2 separate regions of the Danio rerio genome follow, and region 2 is linked to region 1. A link is a contact called in public HiCAR-type data. All regions are on one chromosome and are shown on one strand. Each heading gives the region's core, a stretch centred on a gene start, on an enhancer-like site or on the middle of the called end of the contact. The rest is flanking DNA. Distances are from core to core; before and after follow the strand shown.

Region 1 (5,775 bases), core at 1,760-4,259:
TTATTTCATTACATTCCCTCAGTCATTTTATACTTCGGTATAAAGTTATTTATTTATTTTCAACATACACAAGGTTTTAAATATGAAAATAAAACAACATCAGTGCGCAAAATCAAATAAGAGTGGGTATAGTGTGTACTTTTAATGTATTGCTGTTTAATTAAAATCGTAATTATATATAATATTATAATTTGGAACTAGTTTTTATTAAAAATCAAGAAATTCATTTTTAGACCAAGCAGCACAAGTAATTATTCTATAGCCTGATGAAGATAAAGCTGTTATATTACCTTTAGTGTAACCAAAATTTTGATGCTAAATTCTTACAGAACCTACAAACTGATTTCCTTTCTAAACTCATATTGAGAACTGACCAAATAAAATCCTGTTTGCCAGAGCTGTTAAAGAAAATGAGATTTACACCAGTGACACTCTCTCTCACACACATATTTCTCATTCCTCCCCCCCTGTCGAATACACCACACACATCAAAGGTCATTAAGTGTGTTTTCTTTTTAAATCCTTTGTCACCTCAATTAACAGATCGGATCAGAAAAGCCCCTTTAAAAGACCATGTGCGATGGGATATGTGTTACTTGTTTTCTGTCGCCTTGGCATTATAGAGCTGATTCAGAGGTGTAATTTGAAGAGCCCCTGTTTGAAGTCTTTGATCAGCGCTGTCGCAGGCATCTTGTGTATTGCATAAGGAAACGCTTTTGAGCGCAACGTCTCTGCTTGTTTATTTGGATGCGTGTTGGAGAATGCGAAATGGTGTCATCTGCATAATTGCTAGTAAAGGAGTCACAGAAATCATCCCTCAAGTCACACATCCAAGATTGCCCTATTTATACACGTGATATTAGTGCCGAGCTTTGAAATGTTGGTCTGCGTTTAATAAAGTCATGCTAAAAGTAAAAAAAAATTTTAAATATTTATTTATATCAGTTTATATTGGTTTATGGAAATAATAATAATATAGATACAAATTAATTGTGTGGTTTTATTGTTATTATAAAGCAAGAATTATAACTAATAATTATTAGTAGTAGTAGTATAGTTTTATCATGGTTTGTCACTTAATTTGCATCGTTACAGGGGCTTCCAAGAGGTGGGAGAAGAAGGCAGGAAGAAAACCCCGTCCTAATGCTTTTATGGCTGTGCCAGTTTCCTGGGTCAGTGTGAAAGTGTTAAGTTAGTGCATGTGTATTTGATTGGGCCAATAAATCAGAGGCAAACCTTGAGGCCCTGACAGGTCCCGGGATGAGACACGTGTCCATCCGAACTCAGAGCGCTGCAGGGCGGACACCAGCCGCACGCTTATCTTTTCCACCGTGCGTCCTATATGCTTCACCAAATGCGCAATTACTTTGCATCAAAATAACAGCCAATGTGTGTAGGTAAAATCAACGTGAAATATGACTGAAAGGAAAAGCAGACTGCTTGAAACGTAGAGCGTTAGCTGTACTTTGCATTGTCCCAGATGGCGCAGTGCTGTGGGGTCAGCCGGGTGGGCTAAGAGCTCTTGTTAGCTCTGCAGGTCCGTGTGGGTGTTATTGACGGTTATGTAGTTATTACCATGCGCTCTGAATGGCATCAGACTGCTGTTCTAATTAATAACCCCCGTATTCCTGCATTGTTAGACGTCAAAACAGCAGGCACGTGGTAAAGAGAACATGGAAATCTGGGAGTCCCTAAATAAGCGAAGAGCCAATACAAATGCCATTCCAGATATTATGGGATGCCTTAACAATATCTCTTTAAAAGCAGATGGTAGATTTAAGAGGAACATTAAGTTCTTGGAAACCACTTCAGTAAATCCAAACCGAAGTTGATTTGCCCTAATCTTTCATTACTGAATTGAGATTTAGTCATCCTATATTCAAATAAATGAAACTCGTTAAAGCACTAATCGGTGCCGTTGTTTGGAAGACGATTAGCAGACATATGATGACACTAGACTAGAGGCATAATACGATTATGGATGTTTCCTGCATATTTTCATATATTGATTCAAGGAATTTCAATCGTGATCATCGTCCTTGTTTTAATCCGTATTATTTACAGAAGGGTGCGGATTATATCAGATCTTTTCAGTGGATATCTGTCGATCTGTAGAGTAATCCGGTAGGTTAATCGCTTAAAATATGTTTTTTAAGAACAGAAGATTTTACACATGAATGCAATTGAAACATTTGCGATTATAATTTAATACATCAAAAACGCCCAGAAGACTGACAGTTTAACTGTATTACTTACATGACATAATAATAGTAATAGTAATAATAATAGTAATAATAATAATAATAAGAGTAGTAATAATATTAAGTTAAAATGTAAATGCACCACACTAAATTGTAATTTAGTGAATATGTACATAAAAAATAAATGTGCTGCTCTTCAAGCTTTTCGTTTGTTGTCAACTTACTCAGAAGGCGAACGGTAAAATGCCAATGTTTTGATGGTTCACACACTAAAGGCGTCAGAGGACCTCGACTGGCTTGTTCCGTGTAAGATGAACTAAAAACGCTCTTCGTACAGTACAAGGTTTTCCTTCAGTATTTTGTCAGCGCAAACAAAATTCTGTCTGAACTCTCCGATTTACACTTTGAAGTTTTTCGTTTCACATGCATGAAGAAGACGCGACTAAATGAAAAACACTAGATCTCACTAGATCTTAATGACTCAAGAATAAAATATTTACCATTTTGTGGATCAACATTTTTGAGAAGTAACAAAAAAATGGGAAAGGGCTGAAGCCGCGAACAAATAACAAATGAAATGATTGGCGAGCCATAAAATGAGATTTGAAACTCATTCAAATAAGAGATGGCGACGTCAGAGGACTTATCCAGACGGAGAGCAGGAGCGGAGAGAGAGAGAGGGGGAGAGAAAGAGGGAGGGAGGGAGAGAGAGAGAAAGAGAGAGGCTGTGTAAGTGGGGGTGAGACTTGAGAAATAGGAGGAGCTTCTGAACGACTAAAAATGTCAATCACAAAAAGGAGTTCCAATAATCTAAAGCAATCTGTAAGGACCTGACCTTAGTCCATTCAGATCAATAGGGAAGTAAGGGAGGAAAGCGCAATCGGATCGTTTACACTGGCTCTTTCGGAGGAAATATAGACTTCCCTGACACTTTGTACTCACTGTAAAGTGGATATCGTGGTGCGCACCAAGAGGGCGATTCGCCGCTTTTTGTGACTCCAGTAGACTTTCTCCACAACAATGTCTTTCCCACAGCTGGGATATCAGTACATCCGACCCATATACTCGCAGGACAGGCAGGGGATAGGCAGTGCCCGAGCCGGGACAGACCTGAGCCCGTCCGGGGCGCTCTCTAATGTTCTCTCTACTATGTACGGATCACCTTTCGCAGCCGCACAAAGCTATGGAGCTTTTCTTCCTTATTCAAATGATCTGTCCATTTTCAACCAACTGGTGAGTAATCATTTTATTTTCGTGTAATTTTTTAATCTTACTATAATTGCACAAATAAAATTAACTGTTTAAAACATGTTTAACATATATGCCACGGCTTAATACCTAACAAAATCCTTCAATTCGTGTTTCTGTACTAGTCGTTACCGACTGCTTGTTTTGCTAAATGATTGTGAACTTTGCTTTTTTTATGTTTTGTAAAGACAAAAAAGTTTTAAAAAGTTATAAATAATAGCTGTTCAAAACAAAAATAAGCGAAAAGCGTGTTATTGTGATGTTAATGAATTGCAATCAATTAAAATAGCTATACTATTTTATTAGTCTACTTCTTTAGATGTGCATATTAAAATATCATGTGTGTGGTGTGTGTGTGTGTATATACGTGCATTTAATTGTTGATATTTTAATATAGGATATATGCAATATCTTGTCAGTGTGAAATAATTTATATAAATGCATTGACAAGTTATTAAATAATTTAATACAGTTCATAAGCCCAATGTTTTTTATCTATTTTTTTTTCTTTTTAATTGCTCTCATAGAATCAAAATCATTTACAGAATTAACATATTCTTAAACAATACATCCAGGTCAGGCCAATTATAGTGATAGGGAATTGCACTAATGTTGAATCAATGTTCTGTGTTTTTAAGGGAGCACAGTACGAGTTAAAGGACAGCCCGGGCGTCCAGCATCCTGGATTTGCTCATCATCATCCTGCTTTTTATCCATATGGTCAGTACCAGTTCGGAGACCCTTCCAGACCCAAAAATGCCACCAGAGAGAGCACCAGCACGCTTAAGGCCTGGCTAAGCGAGCACCGGAAAAACCCATATCCTACCAAAGGCGAGAAGATCATGCTGGCCATCATCACTAAAATGACCCTCACTCAAGTGTCCACCTGGTTCGCTAATGCCAGGAGGAGGCTAAAGAAGGAGAACAAGATGACCTGGACCCCACGGAGTCGCACGGACGAGGAAGGAAATGTTTACAACAGCGATCACGAGGGGGATGACGGAGACAAACGCGAGGACGAGGAGGAAATCGATTTGGAGAATATCGACACGGAGAATATTGAGAATAAGGACGATTTAGACGAGCAGGACGAACTGCATTCTGATTTGAAACTGGATGGCAGGAGTGACTCAGAAATTTCAGACGGCTATGAGGATTTACAAGGGCCGGAGCAAAGATTGTTCAAAGCGATGGTGAAAGACGGTAAAGAAATTCACGGCGACCGCGCAGAGCACTTTCACCATCACAGTCATCACCATCACCTCCACCACAACAGCTTAGAACAGGCCAACGGCGAACCGGTCAAAATCAACCAGGCCATTATCAACTCTCCGCCCTCAGAAAACAACCCACCTCCGGCTCCAAAACCTAAGATCTGGTCTTTGGCAGAGACCGCCACAACTCCAGACAATCCACGAAAATCTCCTCTGATGAACGGGACTTCCGCTGCGTCGGCCACTCAGACCATCATCACTCCACATAGACTCCTTTCGTGTCCCGTTGGGAAAATCCAGAGCTGGACAAATCGGGGTTTCACCGCACACCAGCTCGCCTTGCTGAACTCTAACCACTACTTAGGACTCAGTAACCAGGCTTCGGCGAATGGCCTTGCCCTGTACAGCAGACAAGCAGAGGACAGGAGTCAAAACTCCGAGTCCACAGTCACAGGTACATGTCACCCACACTGAGAAGCGCAGAGATGTGCAATTATTGCTTTTTATTAATATCATTAAGACTGTACTGACAGACTGGAGACGCACCATTCTTATTCCTCCCTGTATTCATTTTCATTTGATCACTACTGTGAAACCTTCAAGTGAAAAAAAAAAATATATATATATATATACTTGAAATGCAAATGTCTAGTGGAGAGTACTTATCTGATATATACCGATATATTGGTTTTCCTTCTTTTTTTCTTTTCGAATACTCAAATGTCTGTTCATTTGAATGTGTGGGAACAGGTTTTTAGTTGCCTTTTTAAAAGGTGTGTAAAAGAGTGTGCGAATTTGGATATTTTTAGGCCGCAAACTTTTCTCGGCCACTGGTTGTAATATATTTTTAAAAAGACTCTGCTTTTTAAAATAGTAAGAATTTTATTAATAAATTGGCATTTACATTGATTTGTTTCTTGTTGTTACTGATTTTATTATTTCAGAAAGATCTAGTGCCTTGGAAGCAGAAAAAAAGTTGTTAAAAACAGCCTTCCATCCTGTTCAAAGACGGTAAGAGCGGAGATCTAACATTATCTGTCCATCACTTTAATTTAGCGTGTTTATATTTTATTTTATTTTTTAGACAACATTTGAAGATCACATAATGTTCA
Region 2 (5,775 bases), core at 1,368-3,867, 330 kb before region 1:
GCTCCTCTGCTTCTTTTAATTCCGAGTCTGTCAAAGGTGGATCAAGATCTTTAGAATGAGTCTCGTCTTTAAATCTGTCGCATGGTATTTCCCCTGGGTTGATGAGTTTGTGATCTAAAAGAAAAAAAAAATCAAATCAAATAAATAATTTTGATTAAGCAACATTGGTGGATAAATATGTATTGTTTTTTTTAATAATCATTCACATATCGCATGCACATTTAAATTGATGCGTGTTGTATATTTTCCACTAATTTAAAACAAAAACAAAAAAATAAAAACGGTTATTTTTGTGCAACATGCATGTGTAATATTTATATTATTATTATTATTATTATTATTATTATTATTATTATTATTATTATTATTGATAATAATAATGATAATAAAATATGGCCCGTATTATCATAGCTATAAATGAGATGCCGTGCGCCAGCTGTGTCCTTATTATGCAGCTCGAGATAAATGAAGTGCAAAACACCATACGTCACCAGCAATTCTCAGTCCATAAGAAGTCAAATTAGAGGAGTTCAAGGTGATTATTATTTAAAGCAATTCTCCCATTATAAATAATATACCACCATTAACCAGCAATCAATTTTGCGCCCGGAGTGGAAACGACTGCGATGAAAAATTGATGATTTTTCCACAGACCTGCCTCTGTGTCTGTGGAGTCTCCCTTGTCCGTGGGCTTGTTTGGCTCGTCGTCGTCGTTTTTCTCTAGATCAATGTTTTCGTCCTCCTCCTCGTCTTCACTCCGGTTCCGTGGGGTCCAGGTCATCTTGTTCTCCTTTTTTAGCCTCCTCCTGGCGTTGGCGAACCAGGTGGACACTTGAGTGAGGGTCATTTTAGTGATGATGGCCAGCATGATCTTCTCGCCTTTGGTGGGGTACGGGTTTTTCCGGTGCTCGTTAAGCCAAGCTTTCAAAGTAGCTGTGGCGTCCCGGGTAGCATTCTTGCGGTAAGCTGGGTCTCCATACGGGTACGAGCCCAGGGGAGCAGCATAAGGATGATACCCTATAGACCCGGCCATGCCTGTCGTGTGGTCATAAGGTGAGCTCTGCAAAGAGCCAAACCAATTGTTTCATTAGCAAAATATCACTTTGGACACCTGCGCACAATGCAGGATTGCTTTCAAATCGCTTACACAAACACTCAAAAGCCAGCATAAACAAACACACACACTTACGCACACACACATGCATGCCACATGTACACACTTTACGTCTAATTAATCGAAATTGTAAGTACAAGGCCGCGGGGTCACGTATTTTATCGTTTAATTTTGGCTAGATGCCTCATTTCACCCAAAAAGAATGACTGTAAAATACATTTTTACAACTTTCTTTCCAAATCCCCCTTCTTTGTTAATGATCATAAATCTCATTTCGACAGCTTTACTGACTTTTGACTATGTTTATTTTCAGATTAGCCAGCTAATTAGAAGTTACAGCTTTATGTAGGGTCATCTGACAGCGTGTTGACCAGAGCTGGCCTACGTGTGCGCAACCCACATTTAAATAGCCGGTAAAACATGTTTCCTTTAAGTAGCTTATTTGACTAAATACACGCCTGAGACAAATTGGAACAACTGATAATTTATTCTCTTTGATATCAGAAATATTCATCACAGACCAAATAGTTGAAGAAATCACGTTGTCACAAATGACAACATAAATAACATCAATTGTTAAATGGTTGTTCTTTTGCCTTCAGTAAATAATTTAAATTATGTGTGCGTGTTTTTTTCTGTTTGCATTTAATACTTTGCATTTGTTTTCAATAAAATATCCTCGTGCACTTTATCAAATGTTTATTTGAAAACAATTTGTTTTTTCACTTTATTATTATTATTAATAATAATAATAATAATAATAATAATAATAATAATAATAATAATATTTTACTACATTATGATTTAAAGTGACATGAAACCCAGCCACATTCCGCGAATGCATATTTGATTGCTAAAACCGCAAATGTTGCGCAAATGATTAGTGCAGCACAATATCAATAACAACGAAGCGTAAAAATGTATTTTGCCAACTTTCCAGAAGTAGAAACTAAACAAGAGAGTAAAAAGCGCACTCACCACATAAGAGGTGAAAGTAGCAGCGGCGGCCGCATCAGCACTGTACGGGAGATGGGAATTGTAGCCTGGCGAGGCGCTGGTGAACGCTGTAGATCCGGCATAGGGAGCGAAAGCAGAGCCAGAGGAAGATCTCCCTAGCTCCTCTGTCCGGGGTCCCGAAATCACGCTTGTACTGTAGGCAGGACACGAATAGAGTGCCAAAGAGGCGGATGGCTGATACAAGTAGCCCTGAGGGTACGCCATGGTGAAGATCCAAATATAAGCTTCTCACTTGAGTTCTTCTCCCTCAAACTCTCACGCGCTCGCCGCGCTCGCTCATAGAGTTCCGAGTAAACAGACCTCCGTCCTGTCCTCCTCGCGTCTAGCAGTGATGGAAATTAAAGAGAACGACGATTGCATAGACTTCACACTCGTTAATCAGTCGTTGTCAGACTCGCTCGCGGATTTTCGAGGCGCTCTCTCACCCTCTGAGCGCTCTGTGACTCTCATGCCGAGCGCGCGGGACAAGTTTTTTGCTCTCAGATGGGGCTTTGCTTCGGAGAGTGTCCTGCCAGGATGCTAAGTTGAAAACTGAGGATTCTGACGCCTACTATGAGCCTCTCGCTCCTCCTCTCGGGGTGTAGTCATCGAAAGAAAAGGCAAACTGGAGCTGGGTTACAGCAGCCCAGCCTGAATCGATTCTCTCTCTCTCTCTCTCTCTCTCTCTCTCTCTCTCTCTCTCTCTCTCTCTCTCTCTCTCACTCACACACACACACACACACACACACACACAGCATTCGTACCCTGGCACTCACTAACAATCTCCCCCGCTATCCCCCTATTTTTGTCTCTAACAAGCCTCATTGCCTTAGACTGAGCAGCTACAGCCCCTGGATGGCGGTCTCATGCGAGCCAGTGCATCAACTTCAACTTTCCTCATTTTCTAAATAGACGAAGCTTTCATTTTCACACGATTAATACCAAATGGACTGTTATCTTCCTGGGACGGCTTGCCAGATACAACAGGAGACGCTACAAGTACTGTTTGCAGCTCTTCACCCAGCTCGGTTCTGAGCGTTCATTGTGCGCTTGTTTGACGCGTGTAGATATCTATAATTTTACTAAGAAGACGCGACAGTCGGTAATGCATCGAGCCGTCGTGTCAGCTGAACGCGGGCAGGTTTTGACGTTGTGTTCTTTGGTTTTGTAAATTATGGAGACTTTTTGGAGAGGGAGATTATATTGCTTAATTTTACCCTATAAACATATCGCTATGTGTTTTCTTTTTACAGAAACAAAGCTGTTAACAAAGACTGCATGCGCGCTTAGATCAATTCTCAGCGGTAAGAAAGTGAAGAAGTAACTTTTGACAGGTGTTAACTGATTTGTCCGCTGGACAGTTTTCGCCTTAGATCCCGGAACAAACCAGATCTTCTTCTCCTTTACACCAAAGCCCCAAGCGCAGACAGATTAAGACCATATGAACCACGGCAAATCCACCACGACCAGGGGCTCTAAGCCCCTTTGATTCAAACAGATATATTCCTCTGCGGTGGAAGATCTCTTCGTGCATTTTATTCTGTTTGCCGTCAAACTAAATTGTGTGCGTCCATGTTAACAATGGAGATATATTAGTTTAGGTAGCTAAAATGCATTTTGTACTAATCCGATAATCAACAAATAAACATAACTGAGAAACTTAATAAAAGAGCAAGCTGAATTGAATGCCATGTTCATCATTATTTTCTTAATTTAAATGCCGTACACAAGCATTCACACAAGTGGTGAAATTGGCCACAAAGTTGCATTATTAATTTAGCATTATTTACCATATATTTCCCCTATTGCCAGGTAAGCCGGTGAATGCATACAATACTAATCATAAATAATAATAAAAAGCTTAATCTAAACAAATAAGTAAAGTCAATGATCTGGCTCACTTGTTAAAGTCTTTGTGAGCCGAAAGGGATCGCTGTAGGCGCTTCTACAGAGTGTGTGCATGAGGTCACGTGCTACTGCTCTCTCAAGAGTGAAGAATGATGACGCTCAAACTCAGTGGACAAATGTTAAGTTCAAAGCAAAACAAACTGGAGAAGTGCGAAACTCCGCGTTGTCGACTGCGATATTGAATATGTTTGTGTTGTATCTGCACCACCCGCGAGTGCATATACATTACTAAAATTCATTTGAGGAACAAGAAGGATATGGGTTATTTTTCGACATATTGTAATGCTGAAATTAAATAATGATCGCTTTTATAACAATTAATTATTATAAAACTCCATATACCTTGTATTTATTTATCTTTAAATATAAAAAACATTATTCTTTCTTTCTTTCTTTCTTTCTTTCTTTCTTTCTTTCTTTCATTTACTGAAGCACAGTGGATGTGTCCATTGCACAGTCACCTTTAAATAGTGTATCGGTATCCAAGGATACCCAGGAGTAGCATTTAAATGACGTCAATATTCATTGATAGAGTATTATCGGCAGTAATGAGTTCCTCTTCACCAATAGGATTCGATAAGCAGCCTGTTTAGCGATAGTGGAGGGGTGAATGAAAGAAAGCATGGAAATAGAAATGCAGCAGGGAGTAGTCACACTCCACACGCGCTGGCAGAAAGGTAGGAAACTACTTATTTAACTAAATGACATTCTCCTTATAATAGCCTCCTTAAACAAATTTCGAAAGTGAACGAATAGTTGAACACTGCGCTTTTGATGTGTAAAAAGGGGGACATAGTGGGAAATAGTTGCAGCCTTATTTTCCCGAACTGCTCCCGTGAACTCCCAGACTGGACGGCAAGGGGAGGTGTAGGCTTATGTTAGGATACGCGCTCTCTGTGATGTGCAAGTTATTCTCTTTGCTTGTTTTAAGACGGACGCTTATGTTTCCAATTATGCATGTTTGTAATAAGGCGTGCAGATATGCATGAGTCTGAATCATCGCACAATAGTGCAATATGTCAAACGAAATATAACGGGGACGACAAAAAAGTGGTGGTGGGGGGGGAGGTATAGCCTATTTCAAGTGGTGCTTTTCCACCAAAATGCCTGAGGGAAACGACGTAATTTAATTTGGATTTAGAAACTATTATTAGAAAGCATTATCTATTGTAGCAGACTAATTGCTTCTCGCGTTCGCGCGCAGAATGGGCTGGTTAAACAAAGTTAGTTAACGCGAAGTGCAGGACAGGTTTCCTCGAGGCACAAGGTTAGGCGTGTCTCTCCTGACAGCAGTGGGCAGCCGGTAACGTGTACACTACCTCTCTCTGTGTCCCCCTCAAACGGATTTTAGCCACTTCAAATCTGCCCTAAACCGATTAGTTGACGCCAAATATTCTTTGATGTATTAGCTAAGGGGTTTTGCCACTTGGAAGCCAATTGAAATTCTAAACAGTCCGCCGCTAATGCTTTGGGGAGATCCGTAGCGAATAATGGATGTGATTTATTTTTGACCTTGCCGTTTTTATGAAATGATTAAACACATGTGCACAAGTAAAGCCTATCCCCCAAGCAGCAAAGCAGCCTAATAATAATAATAATAATAATAATAATAATAATAATAATAATAATATAGACCATATTTTTATGTTCATTTTGTGCTTTTTGATATTTCAAACAATTTTACTGCAGATAGTTAATGCAGAAAAAAACCTAGACCACTCATATAAATGCAAGATTCTTTTGCAGATTGTGAGTGT

What was found. HiCAR-type assays count read pairs that join an accessible place to other places.
Region 2: a HiCAR-type map of caudal fin shows a contact between it and region 1, with 16 times the contacts expected there. The contact joins the promoter of irx5a here to the promoter of irx3a in region 1. A contact is called at or near these places in 11 of 18 Hi-C or Micro-C datasets (caudal fin, embryo, fibroblasts and 2 more) and 3 of 4 datasets of contacts at active chromatin or transcription factors (caudal fin, embryo and gastrula embryo).

Annotation. Positions count from the first base shown.
Region 1 is chr7:36,147,516-36,153,290 of GRCz12tu, forward strand. It overlaps irx3a (iroquois homeobox 3a), which reads left to right and starts at 3,010. Exons shown (of 4, transcript NM_001320125.1): 1 at 3,010-3,434; 2 at 4,088-5,117; 3 at 5,608-5,674. The coding sequence starts at 3,222. All of the region lies in intron 7 of LOC141375396 (a long non-coding RNA gene), which reads left to right. It overlaps LOC141375397 (a long non-coding RNA gene), which reads left to right. Exons shown (of 3, transcript XR_012383392.1): 3 at 1,096-1,172.
Region 2 is chr7:35,818,903-35,824,677 of GRCz12tu, forward strand. It overlaps irx5a (iroquois homeobox 5a), which reads right to left and starts at 2,618. Exons shown (of 3, transcript NM_001045227.1): 1 at 2,093-2,618; 2 at 655-1,060; 3 at 1-114. The coding sequence starts at 2,335.